Regions from separate parts of the Gossypium hirsutum genome. Here region 2 is linked to region 1. Evidence: chromatin contacts called from public Hi-C data. All regions are on one chromosome and are shown on one strand. Each heading gives the region's core, a stretch centred on a gene start, on an enhancer-like site or on the middle of the called end of the contact. The rest is flanking DNA. Distances are from core to core; before and after follow the strand shown. Region 1 holds the start of LOC107918344 (mitochondrial uncoupling protein 3). Region 2 holds the start of LOC107920188 (transmembrane emp24 domain-containing protein p24delta9).

Region 1 (7,896 bases), core at 1,744-4,243:
CATTGGTTGAGGCACCCGCAGTAAGTAAGCGGAATCTTAGTGCAGAAATAAAGGATTCAACCAGCTTAGAATGCTGTCCAGTATATTCAAGACACTGTTTTAAGTCTTCAATTGCAGGAGAACTGTAGTAGTCAGAAAGAATTTAAACGATGAGGAATTTCCATGAATAGTTTCTATCGCACCACCAACTTCCATTCAAGCAATGAACACATGCACACACAAACAAAAATAAAAAAGCAGTACTACAGAATATAATTAAGTCCCATCCGTCTTCTTTTGCCCAAACTCAGAGAGAGGAGAAAGACCGAGAGATGATAACTTTCTTGGAAAGAGAATTCTTCAAACTCACAGAGGTTCACCTAAAAAGAAGAGAGAGAGAGAGAGAGAGAGAGAGCTGCAGGAATAATGAAATTTTTGAATGGGAAAAGAGTTACCTCTCAGGGTAGTCCACAATAATCTCAAATAGTTTGGCTATCCTTAAATCTTGCAATGTTTCATAAGCAAAATACTCTAGCCGCAATTTCCATCGAATGAGTCCTTCTGACGGAGTATTTGTTCCAGAATAGCATGAAGATGGTTGTGAAGCCAGAGGTGATTTGATACCTGATGAATGTTGGTCAAAACTAATAGAATCACCAAGATAAGCAAGCAATGCGTTCAAGAATTGCAGAGGAACGACCTGTACAATATTCTCCAAATGTAAGGAACAAGCACTCAAGTAACTTAACCATAGGGAAAAAAAACAGCAAGTTAATAAAACCTGAAATAACATGAAACCTGGAAAGAGATACTTTTATTTTACCAAAATTAACGGCAAGATTAGCAAGACATCCATGAATTGATTTCTTAAAGTTGCTTTCAATGAAAAGGAAAAATGTGAAGGATTTACAAACACCAAAACCAACCTGTATCCAACCCTTAATGGAAGCCAAAACAGAACTCCGGTAATCATCACCAGCCAGATTATGTACTTTAGCCTGTATGCAAACAAGGAAAGAATGTTGCTAAAATAAGGTAAATTTATTAAGCCTAAAACATGATAAGCAATGTAAGCCAGAGGTAATATTTTCTAAAGGAGAATCATTAAAGGAAACAAAAAGCACAAAGTCCAATACAAAATTGAATAGAAAAAGATCAGATAACTATGTTGAGTTCAATTACATAAGGTGTGCATACATATTTTATGATAAATAACAAGCCCACCTTCAGAAGCATGAAAATAGCAGAAGCATAGGCATCTTCAGTCATTGATGTGAAACCAAGATTTCTAAGATCACGAACAACCTTCCCAATGTTCCTCACCAACTTACTGTTCTCTGAAAACTTGTCTTGGGAATAGCACTCATCAATTTCCATTTCACCAGTTCTATACTTGTTCTTTTCATCAAAATCCATCTCATCTCTATCTCGATGCTCATTTTCCTCATTTAATTCTCCATCCATTATGGTACTTAACTCCTCAAGCCTTCCCTTAAAATAAAAGTGAAGCACCTCTAACAACATCAATGAAATTATCAGCTAATAATCAAATAATAAAACCCCAGTAATGCACAACGAAAGAACTGACCTTTTTTTCAATAAAAAGCTAGTAATTTCATACCGGGAAAATGTCGAGGTAGGTTGGCCATAAGTATGGAGGAAACAATTAATTGATACTTTGAGAAAAGATAGACTTTTCCCACATCAAAGTCGGGCTTTCCATCAGTCAAATTATCCATATAGGACTGTAGTGCATGAACTAACATTAACAAGCATTTCTCTTGATTTTCTTTTTCTAAACAAATCTCCTCCAAAGCATTACAAAGCACTCTTTGAATCTCATCCTCATCAATCTTCTCTAAATCTTCTTCAATTTTGCTATAATCCTCAAAATAGCGCCAAAATCTCGACGCCCCATTTTTCTCAAACGCTTCCTATAATTTAGAAAAAAAAATGAAATCAAGAAAATTTAATTTCGAAAGAGACTGCAATGGCTTAACCGATTATTACCTCTAGTAATCTAAGGAAGTAGTCCCGAGAGAGAATATGGAGGCCGTGTTTGCAGAGAGTGTGAACATGAGAAACGAAGTCATGTTCGAGGGAGAGATCGCCGGAGATTTTGAGGAGAGAATTAGCGGCGGTGCAGAAACCGTCGTAGCTTTGGAGGATTTCTTGGACGGAGTCGTTGTCGAGACTGATCAAAATCCCTAGATTGCACACTGGAGAAGAAGTTAATGACTCCATTGACAAGAAAATAACACAAATCCTCTCCTTGCTTTGAAAAACCCTAACTTAGGTCTCACTACTTCAGCTTAGAATTGAACTGTGGAATTTTTTAGTTCCATTTTTTCGATTTCTTCTTTACCGCCACTGCCATGAATCCCTTTTGCTCAATTTCCACCTAAACGACGCATGACATGTGTCGTTTCACTTATTTCAAAAGCCATTTTTTGGTCTATTTTAAATTTTAGTCCCTCTATGACGTTATTTTTTTTCTAACAACTTTCTTATAGTCAAGTTGTGAAGGCGGAACATGGTTAGTACCTGGATTCCTAAAATTTTTGAAATTTTTAATTATTCCCTCATGATTTTTAGAAATTTTCATTAGACCTCTTAAAGTTTTAAAATTTTGGATTAGGCCTCTTTAAAAATTTTAGAACTTCTATTAAGCCCTCAAATTTTTTAAAATTTAATTAGATTTTTCAGAAAATTTAAAAATTCTAATTAAGCCTTTAATTTGTTAAAAATTTTAATTAAAACCTAAATTTTTTTGAAAATTAATTTAAATTCTCTCAAAACTTAATGGTGAAATCTGTCACTGTTCAAATAACATTCAATTTTGGGGCATTTTTTCAGCGGCAATAATTAATTTAGACATACTAAAAAGATTATAGAAGTAGACGTGAGATTAGGTCAACTTAAAATTAAGGATGAAATCTAAATTTTATTATGATAAGAGGGACTAAAACCAGAATAACATTTTTTAACTTATTTATTTCAAAACTAGCTTAGAGTGATAGATATTATAGGGCGAGACAAAAAGTAAGGTAAAGGCAAAAAGTAAGCTAAAGGCAGTCTACGGCGGATTCAAAACCACCATTAGCTTAGGTCTCTCTCAAAGTCTCAAACATCAAATGAAGGCAAATGTCCATGGACATAAAGAAACCAGAACCCGAACCGGAATTAAGATCTTGTTGACGTCACTATCGGCTATGGTGGCGGGAACTTCCACCTTTCCCATAGACTTAACCAAGACAAGGCTCCAGCTTCACGGCGAGTCTCAACCTCTCTCCTCCTCCACGCGCCGTCCCACCAATTCGTTCCGTGTCGCCGCCGGTATCGTCCGTGACCAAGGCGTTTCAGGGCTGTATAAAGGTCTCTCCCCGGCTATTATTAGGCATCTGTTCTACACTCCCATTCGGATCGTCAGTTACGAGAATTTAAGGAATTTGGTGAGCGCAGATGGCTCTCTTTCTCTGTCTTCTAAAGCGCTTGTAGGTGGCATTTCCGGCGCTATTGCTCAGGTTTGCCTTCAAATACTGAATCAAAATCATGGAGATTAATTTGCTTTCTTGAAATTGCCAAAAAAATGAATTGGGATTATTACTTTTTCTTAAATATGTAAAAGGTTCCAGTAGCTCTGTTATGCTGAAATTTTAGATTTAATCCCACTACTTATAATAAATCGATGACATGAAAATTTTTTCTGATATTTGATCTCACCGTTATGGTCACTTAAAAATTCAGTCCATTATATTCAACCAGTAAAAAAATTATATTTCAGCCTAATGTTTTAGGTTGCTTTTTGAGAACAATTTATTTCATAGCAATTAACAGTGTTAGCCATCCAGCTATTGCTTATGCACTTACATTTTTGACAAGATTGATTATTGTAAGTATTGATTTGGAATGTAATAGTATTAGCAGTACAGTTTGTGGCAAGTCCAGCTGATCTTGTTAAGGTGAGGATGCAAGCGGATGGCCGTTTGATAAACAAGGGTCTTCAACCACGATACAAAGGACTCTTTGATGCTTTTAACAAAATTGTAGCCATGGAAGGTCTTGGAGGTCTTTGGAAAGGGGTTTTGCCAAATGTTCAGAGGGCGTTCTTAGTGAACATGGGTGAAGTAGCCTGTTATGATCATGCAAAACGTTTTGTTATAAATAATCAGATATCTGATGATAACATCTATGCACACACATTGGCATCGATCATGTCAGGTCTCTCTGCTACAATGCTGAGTTGTCCGGTTGATGTTGTGAAGACAAGAATGATGAATCAAGCGGCTAGTAAGGAAGGGAATGTTTTGTACAAGAGCTCATATGATTGTTTGGTGAAGACGGTGAAAATCGAAGGTTTAACAGCATTGTGGAAAGGTTTCTTTCCTACATGGGCAAGGCTTGGTCCTTGGCAATTCTTTTTCTGGGTATCTTACGAGAAGTTCCGACAAATTTCGGGGCTTTCTTCCTTCTGACTAATGGACCTGATCAGGCTTCAGATGCCAACATACTTACGGGATAGTTTCAGATGTTATTACCGGTTTCTTGTTCCAGGGGCAATAACTTGAATACCAGCATTGGGCAGAAGATGTTCTGCTTTGATGGTCTGCTTCCTATGTAGTGTTTTTTTATGGCATTTTTCCCATATAAGGTTAACCTTGTTGTGATTTGCAGTCCCTTGGCGGTAAATGCGAGATCGGTTGTGCTTCTTGTGCATGTTGTGGCCTGTTCAAGTTTGTAAGTACGGTATGTAGGACGAATAAAAAATGGTATTTTCGATGAATTGATTCAAAACTTTACATGAAACTATAAGATCATATAAGAAAAAACTAATTTTACATCTGTATAAGCTAATCAATCCTCTTAAGTATAATGTTTATGCTGAGAAGTATGAAATGCAGGTCTATTATTTTATGTATAACATATATATACATGATGGTATGAGTTAGTTTTATATTAATTTTTTTATTCAATTCTACTGCCAAACTCTACACCAGTAGAGCAATAAGACGATAAGAATTAGATCTTAGGCTAAATGGGCCTAACCTTTTCAAGGTTGCTTGAATAAGGATTAACACGTTCCAAAACCTTCAAATAAGGATCTAATGTTGTCAATTTTGTTGAAATAAGGGTTTATCACATGGATTACCCAAATTTGAAAAAAAAAACAAATTATACGTAAGCCAAATTTAGCATACACAGATATAGATACTTAAAAGCTAATATAAAATCCCATATTTATTCATCAGCTCTAAAAGAATTTTCTAAGTTTCATAGATAAACCCTAAAGAGAATTTGAAAGTAAAAAAAGGTACTAAAAGATTTCCTTACTGTTATCCTAACTCAAAATTGTAGAATAATTTTTGAAAATTTTGAAACTTGAAAAACTTAAGATGAACAAACAAAAATCAAATGCAAAAATCAAAATCAAAAGATTTAGAAACCTCCATGAAGATGATATCGATGTGGTTTTCTTTTAAACCAACAAAAATTTCCACAATAGATAATAATGGCAATTTATAAAGCAAAAGGAAACAATTTGTCCATGAAATATCATGGGTTATTCAATTCAACAAAGCTAATATTATGGTCTTCAATTACAAATCCCCCCCCCGAACAAAAAAAAAAAAAAAGACTGCGAGGGACTTGATAGTAGAATTTACATGAGACAGTTCTGGTGCTTAACTTTATGATGAAATTCTTCCCTCATTCTCCTGATCTCCACTTTTCTCCCCAATCTCTCTTTCTTCTTGTCTTGTTGGTGGGCGATCCAACTGTGGCCTTTATCCATGGCTTACCAAAACACAAAGGCGTGAATGCCATTGTGAAGCAAGTGCCCAATTTCACCAATTTTGCTCCTCTTACTTTAAGGTTCCAGAGATTGGGCTAAGGGACAAATTGTTGTAAAAATCACTAATGAATGCTTCCAGATGCAAAGGCAACTGGATAATCTAAGACTATTTTTGAGAAATTTCGATTCTGGACAATTTTTGGGTAGATTAAGGTTTCTTCCAAACTTGGGTTTTAGACTCAAATAAAATACAATTTCCTTTTTTAATTAAAAATAGTTTTATTTATCTTATACAAATTCCATCTAGTTTAAATCAATACATTTCATCATTAAAAAATACAAGTTTTTTCAACACCACAAATGTATCTGGGTATACATTACAAATGCCCAACTAAGGGTGAGTTTGGATGGGCGGTGCGTTTACCCGCGGTTACGGTTAGTGTAAAAACAGTGGTGGTGGTGAGATTGGATACTGTAACGTGAGATAAAAAGTAAGCTAAACGCACCGCACCGCACCCAATCGCCCATCCAAACCCACCCTAAGATTCGAAAATATTAAGCCATTATTTGAATGTTTTGAAATGATTAACCCTTATTTAAGTAACTCTCAAAAGATTAGGTATTTATATAAGCATTTAGCTTAATAAGTCTCGATCAACAATAATTTCTTGAAAAATTTTAGGTGAGATTTATTGCTTATAATTATAATTTATGTTTAAAAATATTAAATTAATTATAGAAGGAATCCAATTACATCGATATATAACTTACGTAATTTTACACTTTTTTATACTTTTTTACACAATTAATATTTTAACAATCTAACTGAATATTTCATGCTCAATTCATATAGATCATGCATGTCAAGTTTGACATAAATTAAAAAATTTTAACTATTCATTTTATGAAAAAAATTTAACCGTTAAATATATTTTAATATAGACAATGTTTTATATCAATATAATAGAGATATTGGATCGGTTAAAAATTTTATATGCATAACAAGTACAAATACCTTATAAATTCAATTGTTGAATTGTTAAAATATTAATCGTATAAAAAATTATAAAAGTATGTAAAACCACTCTAAATTTTACACGAATATAAGCAGATTCCTCCCCAATAATTATTATTTAAAAAATTCACTAAGATGAAATTGAGTAAAGACAAAAATTTTGTAGCTTAATTATTAGATTAAAAAAAAATTCCTTCTCACTCATGAAAATACACTAGAATAGGTTTATCTTTTGAATGAGTTTTAAATGAAAAAAAAAATTTTTTAATTAAATATGTTTTTGCTATCTTCAATTTTTTCTATTCAATAAAATTTTTTATTATTTTAATTATTTATAAAACTATTTTAATTTATTATTATATTAAATTGTAAATTTTCATTATATTCTAATATAACAATATCTTAAATGTAATGTATTTTTAAAGTTAATATATGTAATTTTATTTTTAATAAAAATTCATCTATTATAATTATATTTTCGTTTTTTGCCTCTCTTATTTATTTATTTTTAAACAATTTTATGAAAATATATATTAAATATTTTATACTTACTTTTAATTCGATTATATATAGATTTATAATACTTAATTTTACTTGTAGTAAACTACCAAAATAATCACTTTTATTTGTCTCATATTACATTTTAGTCACTTATGTTTGAAATGTTACGTTTTAGTCACTGAGCCGTTAATTTCCGTTAATGGTCTAATGGAAAGCTGACGTAGTACGTTAAATCATCATTTCAAATGAAAATTTTAGGTTAAATTATACAATTGGTCCATATATTTTTTCGTTTTGGGCAATTTAATTTTTTTATATTCTTTTAACTTTTTCTTCTTTCTTTTCCTTTATTTTCCATTCTCTTTTGCTTCTTTAGTTTTCTTGTCTTCTCCATTTCTCTTAACATAGCTTTTTATATATTTTCCATTTGTTAAAATATCCGTGCATATAGGTTAAGCTCTTTAGTTTGACATTTTTTGTTTCTTGCTCTTGGGGATCACATGAAGGAAGGGAGTTCAAGGGGCACAACCAGGTCTAGTTCTTGACTAGATGCAGAGGGTAAGAATTGTGGTTGATGCGGTAAGGGGCTTTGAATATTTGCACGAGAAGG
Region 2 (7,896 bases), core at 2,500-4,999, 600 kb after region 1:
AAAAAATATTTACGCTTAACAGCCTTATTTCCAAAATGAGCGGCAAAATATGTTGGACAGGTAAAGGGCTATCACATTTGGTGTGAAGAGGTGATGAAAGATATTAGAGAAAATGTAGAAAGCGAATTTTATGCCTGTAGTGTGTCACTCGCATCCAAATCAAATATTTCGGGCTACAGAGTTCTTCCATAGACCTGAAGAAGGTATTATCGGAGGATCGTACTTTGTATACCTAAGAACAAGGACTTGCGACTATAGGAGATTTCAAACATTTTGTTTTCCATGCGCACATGCAATTGTTGCATGTGCCTTGGCACGTCTAGATTGCATGAGTTATGTTAACGAATTTTACAAACTAAAACACATGCACAAAGTATCTGAATTCCCGTCGGTCCTAAATAAAAGTATGTGGCTGTCTATCTCGAGCACTCCATTCGAGTTGGTACCAGATATTATGTTGTGTCGTAAGCCAAAAGGTGAACCAAATTCTACTTGGATGCACGACAATATGGATATTCGAGATAGCATAAACCAACTGAGGTTATGTAGTTATTTTAGGAATCTAGGCATAGTAAAACAACATATCCACACTTAAGGGCATCATTGAGGAGAAGACCTAATTAAAAAATTTTATTCATTTTTTTTATAAACAAACAAACAAACAATTTGTTCATTTTTCCACCGTTTCTCATTGTTTGGTAAATTGTAAATAAGTATATATTGTTGATGTAAAATGCAACAAAATACAATATAAACATTTTTTTTCATTTTTTTCTTAGATTGTAAATAAGTATATTATTGAGAATGCATACAATAGAATAAACTACAAATAAATTTTTTAATTTTTTTCGTAAATTGTAAATAAGTATATATTATTGATATAAAATACAATAGAATACAATTTTTTTTATTTTTTTGTAGACTGTAAATAAATATATTATTGATGTAAAATACAATAGAACTTTTTTAAGGAAATTGGAATAAGTACATTATGGATGGAAGATTTTAATACAATACAAATTAAAAATTAACAAACTAAATGATGATTTACATGAGAAAAATTTAAAATAAAAAATCCATCAGTGTTGTCCCAAATGTGTGCCACAACCAAGTAGGTATTGATTTCGAGGAGGATTTCATCGTAGTTAGGATTCTGGCTCCTTATCTTCTTCATCTTCATCTTCATCTTCACCTTCACCTTTATTTTGATCTTCATATTCATCTCGTTCCTTCGTGTTATAGTGCATTTACGTCCTAGGTTCCCGTCGTATATCATAATAAGTGGTTGCCAAGATAACTCACCTCTGAAAAAAAATGATGCTAGGGGTGTTTGTGACACTATCGACAAATAATTGTATGGTGTCGAATAACCCGATTGTGGATAGAATGTTGGAATTGTAGGTAATGACAGATACATCGGTGTTGTTGTTGGCAGTGGCGTGTAATATGGTCTTGAGGATGGAGGTGGTGCAAAAAATATACTTGGAGAAGGTGTTGATGCATGGTATTATAGTGTATAATGTGGTGCTTGTGTAAAAAAATAGGGTTAGTAAAAGTACCATAAAAATATGAACCATATTGACAGGGAAGTGGTGCACCTATCAGTGCCTCATGTGAGGTTGGAGCTGATGATGATTCCATTAATGCATGTACTCTCGATAGCAGCCTCATGTGGGGTCGTCTTGGCCTTCTATGACGACATTACCTACTTTTTTCCTCCTCCAGAAGTAGATATGGCTTACCATGAAGTCTAAATCATGTTATGTAATCTAGAGAGGTCGCCAAATCCGGTGGGAGAATTGGTTCGTGTATAGGTAAGAAACTATACCTATGTTCCCAAATGTAGATATATTTGACATGGAATTTAGGTTTATCTTCATTGATTCCCCTTCCTTCCGCGCAAATCGGTCTTGTGAAGTTCATTGAGCTATTGGGGTGAAGGCAAAATATTTTGCTTAGACACAAACTGGCGCATCACTTGATGTGATTCATGCATCTCGACCATTGCAAAAACTATCAATGACACTTTGATGTGCCAAATTTTGCGATTTGTCAAAAATTTGGCCGAGATGCATTCTTGAATTCTTGAATCAGAGTATGACATTCATTCAAACTATAGTATGAAATTATAAATTCTATTATGTACTTAATATTAAATTTCAAATCCTTACGTAAATATTATATAATTGAAAATTTCAAAAGTTAACATCGATTTATGATTGTTGATCTAGTAATAACCGAATATCTTCGAGCTTGTCTGGTATACCCACATGACTCGTGTTATTGTTTCACCTATTCAAATAATATGTTATTTCAAAAAAATAATAATGAAAAAAAATATTATGATAACTATATTATTAAATGAATTTTGTCGTATTACAAGTGGGAATTCATAAGGGGCGTTTACTTGGCGATGTAAAAATGGTAGGCGGTACCATGCCCATAACTGAAGGAGTATGCGACCATCAATTTTAATTTTTTGTGCTTTCGTTGCCCGATACATTTCTCGGTACCATGTTGCCAACACAACTGATCCTTAACCGAGTCACCTCGCTTTTTTTAGGTCGACTAGTTGTAGGAGCCACCTTAAATTTACCAGATGTTGAGATTTATTTGGCATTAGAAGACCTTTGATTAACTTCAGGATGAATACTCGCGTGTATTGTTGTCTTTCAACGACACCAGCAGAGTTGTCAATATAATTAAAATTGTCTTCTAACCATTTTATCTCTATCCGACTACCACTCAACTTGTCCAATACCTTGCCTAAGTGTGGGTTTGGACGGACGGTGCGGTGCGTTTAGCTTACTTTTTGTCTTACGCTACAATATCTAATCTCATCGCCACAACTATTTTTACACTAACTGCAGGTAAACGTATCGTCCATCCAAACCCACCCTAATAATTGGTCATAAATTGCGTTCCAATCACCAATGCCCACTAACCCCATAATGATTGCCCCATCAACTAGTAAATCGAGTTGAAATACTACATCCTTGAATGTAATTGTACACTCACCGTACGGAAGATGAAATGTGTGTGTCTAGGGTCTCCATCTTTCCACCAAAGAGTTGATAAGTGTGGGATCCAATTTAGTCCCCCTCGCATACGAGACACATGCAAGAATCTCGCCTCTTGTAAGTGTTGTTTAATAACGCGCGATGCCCTCGCATTTAAATTGTGTATGTACGTCTCGATAATATAATCGTCAGTCTGGTTATATTAATATAAAAAATTATAAAATTAATAATGTTAACAACTTAATAATTATATTAATTAAAATTAAAAAAATAAATAATATTTTCTTGCCATTTGCTATTGGACGCTGGAAATGTGTTTGCCATCTAAATGTATAAGTGGCATTAACATTTTAAAAATTATAAAAATAAAATAAAATCAAAAAATTACGAAATATAAAATTAAGACAATAAAAATTTGAGAAAAATTGAATGAAAAAATGATAATAAAATAGTTGAGAGAATAGAATTTGAATGCAAAAGAAGAAAATGGAAGTATGAAATAAATTAGCTGTTATATTAAAAGTTATTGTTCGATGAAAACATGTACAACAAAATGTGTTTTCTGTTTTTCGCTCCAAAATTAATTAATTTCCCTAAATTTATTAAAAAACCTAATTTCTTAATTAATTATGGAAACGGACTGTCTAACTAATTTAACCCTGAATTATTATTACTATTATTGAAAAAATAAAGACAAAACAGTGAAATACAGATCCAATGTTGTGCGTATCTGTATAAAACGTGCTGTTACGTTAAGACAGATCTGGGATTTTAGGACATCAAACAGCCTAATCGTATCTAAAAGTCTCCACAGTTACGTGTCTCTTCCAATCCCATCCCACCGCGTGTCTTTATTAATTTTGACCTCTATTTATTACTATTAGCACTACTATTATTATTAATTTTATTTTTCCTCCCCAATCTCTTCTTCTTTTTGCATCCACTGATTTTGCGTTCTTTGTTTTGTGGAATCAAAGCTTCGCCGTTGACCATGATTCTCCGGTCAGTATTGGTCTTGGTTCTGTTGGTGGGGGTTTTATTCCGTGCATCGCAATCTTTGCGTTTCGATCTGCAATCGGGACAAACTAAATGCATCGCCGAAGACATCAAGAGCAATTCAATGACTGTCGGAAAGTACCACGTTGTTAAACCTAACGAAGATCATCCTTTGCCCGATTCTCACAAGCTCACCGTCAGGGTACTCTTAAAAAAAACCCAACCTTTTTCTATCTAATTTTGTGTTTTGAGTTTTGGGAGTGATTTAAGATGTTTTGGGGCTGTAAATTCTTGTAGGTAACGTCTTCGTATGGGAATAATTTTCACTCGGCAGAAAAGGTGGAGAATGGGCAGTTTGCATTCACGGCGACGGAGCAAGGTGATTACATGGCTTGCTTTTGGGCGCCGGAGCATTCGCCGCCGATCACGGTCACCGTTGATTTCGATTGGAGGACTGGAGTCCACACCAAGGACTGGACTAACGTTGCCAAGAAAGGCCAAGTCGATGTAAGTATTATAATCCCTTCCCACGAATATGTTGCTTTAAGGGGGGGGGGTTGGCTGGTGAAGGGACCATAATTGTTGCATCTACAATACATATAGTTGAGTTGTTCTTTGTAACAATGATTCAATTTAGAGTGCTTGTAGTTCTAAGCGTTGAAAGCTACGTAGATTTATTGTAATGATCATTAGGATCATCTTGGTTGATTGGAATTACTTGGAAAAAGATTTAAACCCTAGTTGCTTAGTGCTAAGCTAAAGGGTCTCTCGGTCTCGGTGTTCCATAGAAAATTACTGCTTTTTCTTTAGTGTTCAAGGCTTGTTATGTTCTTTTTTTACATCAGATCCATCATGTTCACTTATCATGAGATGTTGGTTATGAAGTTCACTAGGCCGATTTATGTGACTTTGGCCTTTTCTATGAACAAAAACTTCCTTGCTTGCGGTTCAATCTTTGGAGCTACGGATTGGGTTTTTGTAAATTAGATGGACACTCTCTTACATGGTCGTTTCTGCAGCTGTTGATTTGCCCACTTACTAAGCAAAACAGTCTGAGAATATAGTTTAATATGTATAAGATCCTGATGCTTAACCCAGATACAATTAATGTAACATTAACCTTTTATCTCTCCTTAGTGCTAAAGCAGTTGTCTCTCTTTTCATTCTAATTAGTAAACCCTAGATAGCAAACACCAACCCACTATCACTCTTCTAGAACAATTAGGCATGCTAGGTTTTTTGCATTCCTATTGTTTTCATACCTTTAGGAGTACCTACCTGCCTGCCTTTGGAACATTGATGCTCGGATTCTTTATTGTCATCAATAGGTATGAGAAACACTTCACAAAAATTGCCATACTCATTTCAAACACATACCTCAAGTCTGTGTAACATAATTGGTGCTTATGTTCTAATCCCTTACCTGAATCCTAGATGGAAAAAAGAAAAACCTTATTGTTTCTCTCTTTTATTTCTATTGTAAATACCAGGCGATGGAACTTGAGCTGAAGAATCTGTATGATACCATTCAATCCATTCATGAGGAAATGTTTTATTTGCGTGAGAGGTAAGGAAACATCTTATCCATCGTCGTTGTTGCATAGCTCTTCCTCTTGAAGGAATCTTATTTCTTCACTCACTGTTTTGGGTTCTGCATATGATTCTTTTTGTGTGTGTGTGTGTGTGTGTTCCAGAGAAGAAGAAATGCAGGAACTGAACAAAGCTACAACCTCCAAAATGTTCTGGTTGTCGTTCCTCTCACTGTTTCTTTGCCTATCAGTAGCGGGATTACAATTTTGGCATTTGAAAACTTTCTTCGAGAAGAAGAAGCTTATTTAAGTTTGTAAGACCATAGGTTTTTTTCCCTGTACTGTTGCAAAATATTTTGACAAAAATAATTTTCTAGGTCTCATAGCTGGAATAGGTCTCTGTCATGTGAAATGTGTAATATCTTTGTGGCTACCTTCTATAATGGATGAAGTTTGGGGAGAGAGTGAGGTAAGGGGATACAAAATGACAAGCTTGGTAGTTGTTATTATTACCTATGTTATTCATACTCTTCATTTTTTTTAAAGCATTTATATCTAACACATACGCGTACATGTTTGAATGTGGGTATGAAAGCATGACCTTTTAAATATACAAAAACCGTCGGATACATTTTGATATCCGACACTTTTGTTTCGTTTATGATGATAGAAAATCACCTAATTTCTATCACATTTTGCAACCCAACCAGATTGCAAAATGAAGATTGAGGGCAAAATTTGAGATCCCCACCCAAACGCTTAAGGTTCCTGAAATCCAAATTGAACCTTAGAATGAAAAGACTGAATGCCGAAGAAGAATTATGTAATTTTTCATAAAATAAACAGGAATAAAAGTTAAAGCAACGGGCAGATCTGGCAATATCAGGCATAGCAAGATCATATGACAAATACAAAATGAAAAATAATTAAAATTATATAATAGAGATATTAACATGTTAAAATTACATAAATATAAAATATCTTAAACCTGGTTATGACAATAATATAATACAAATGTTGACAGATAAGAATTGTAAAGTCTGACAACAGGAAATGAGCAACAGCTACCATTAAACAAGCCATGATTCAAAAAGCATACCTAAGCAAAAAAACAAAATCCAGAAATTCAACCTGAAAGCTCAAACTAGGGTTTAGGGTTTAGGGTTTATAGTTTAGTGTTTAGGGTTTTAGGGTTTTAGGGTTTAGGGTTTAGTACTAATATAACAACATAGATATTTTCCTGCCTATTATTGCTCCTCGTAATCAATGGTGAATGGCGATAAGGATGAAAAGTAAAACTGTGTACGATGAGGAAACGTTTTATTATATGCAAATTCGGGTGACCTTCAAAGAGTTGAAATTGAAATGCAGGCATACTTTTATGACTGAATTTGGAAAGAGGATAGAGGAAAACCAGTTATGGTAAAATCTATAACAAGCAACTTACTGAGTCTATTTACAGTACCATCCATTGGCACAAATGGGGGAGCTTGGAGGTGATTGGTGGAAACGGGAGGTTTATCATCAGTTACATCAAATCTTGAACACTATGTATTGTATATATTCAAACAATGATCTGAGGATACATTTTTTTCCTACATCTTTTCAAGCCACTTGAGAATATCCAAGAAAGAAGGTCTTTGATTCATATCGGCAGCCCAACATTTGTCTGTTAAGCTAAGAAAGATTCAAGAAGAAAACAATCAGCAATTCCACTTGTCCAAGTCCAGCACCTCAAATTGTTTGTTAAGTAACTGTATTAACATTAATTGCTAAACATCTTTGAGAAGAGATTTTGCAGTTAAAAGGTTGGATAATACCAAAGGCTAGGAAGATGGAGATGTAAGGCAGTATTAAGGTCAACAATATGCAAATCTGCATGCAGATATTATAGCTTATATATAACCTACTTATCATTATAAAATTCAAGTTGTCGTTTGACCATGTACATGGTGTAGCACAAGCCATGAAACCTTCTAGTAAAGTAGAAGAATCATAGAGATGGCTTACTCTCTGAGTTCAGGGAGGTATGATTTTGAACGAAAAGAAGGTCGCTGTCCTGCTGCAACATACTTAGCTGCTTCATAAGGTTCATAATTCGAGAATGGTGGTTCTCCTTCAAGCATCTGCTCCAAGTAAGAATATCATGCATTAGAACTAATCTCAAATAGATTACTATCAATGTCATTTTGAAGGAGGAAGAAGATTACCTCATAAAGTATCATCGCGAAAGAGAAAACATCCACTTTTTTATCATATTTCCGGTGCTTGAAAACTTCAGGTGCCATATAACGATCTGTCCCAAATGCAAATTAAAGAACCTAAGAATCTGAGGATCATTTATTATCCAA

Evidence for each region. Hi-C and Micro-C count contacts between places; a contact is called where the count stands out from the background.
Region 2: a Hi-C map of hypocotyl shows a contact between it and region 1, with 2.4 times the contacts expected there. The contact joins the promoter of LOC107920188 here to the promoter of LOC107918344 in region 1. A contact is called at or near these places in 6 of 34 Hi-C or Micro-C datasets (hypocotyl, leaf and petal).

What each region holds. Positions count from the first base shown.
Region 1 is chrD13:14,380,992-14,388,887 of Gossypium_hirsutum_v2.1, forward strand. LOC107918344 (mitochondrial uncoupling protein 3) reads left to right here and starts at 2,994. Exons shown (of 2, transcript XM_016847878.2): 1 at 2,994-3,503; 2 at 3,912-4,819. The coding sequence starts at 3,114. The coding sequence ends at 4,454. It overlaps LOC107920483 (anaphase-promoting complex subunit 2), which reads right to left and starts at 2,384. Exons shown (of 16, transcript XR_005922757.1): 1 at 1,990-2,384; 2 at 1,601-1,913; 3 at 1,204-1,493; 4 at 906-977; 5 at 435-679; 6 at 1-122.
Region 2 is chrD13:14,980,676-14,988,571 of Gossypium_hirsutum_v2.1, forward strand. It overlaps LOC107920188 (transmembrane emp24 domain-containing protein p24delta9), which reads left to right and starts at 3,750. Exons shown (of 4, transcript XM_016849749.2): 1 at 3,750-4,218; 2 at 4,314-4,523; 3 at 5,507-5,583; 4 at 5,711-6,104. The coding sequence starts at 4,012. The coding sequence ends at 5,855. It overlaps LOC107920187 (integrin-linked protein kinase 1), which reads right to left. Exons shown (of 11, transcript XM_041108774.1): 9 at 7,756-7,841; 10 at 7,556-7,671; 11 at 5,881-6,313. The coding sequence ends at 6,220.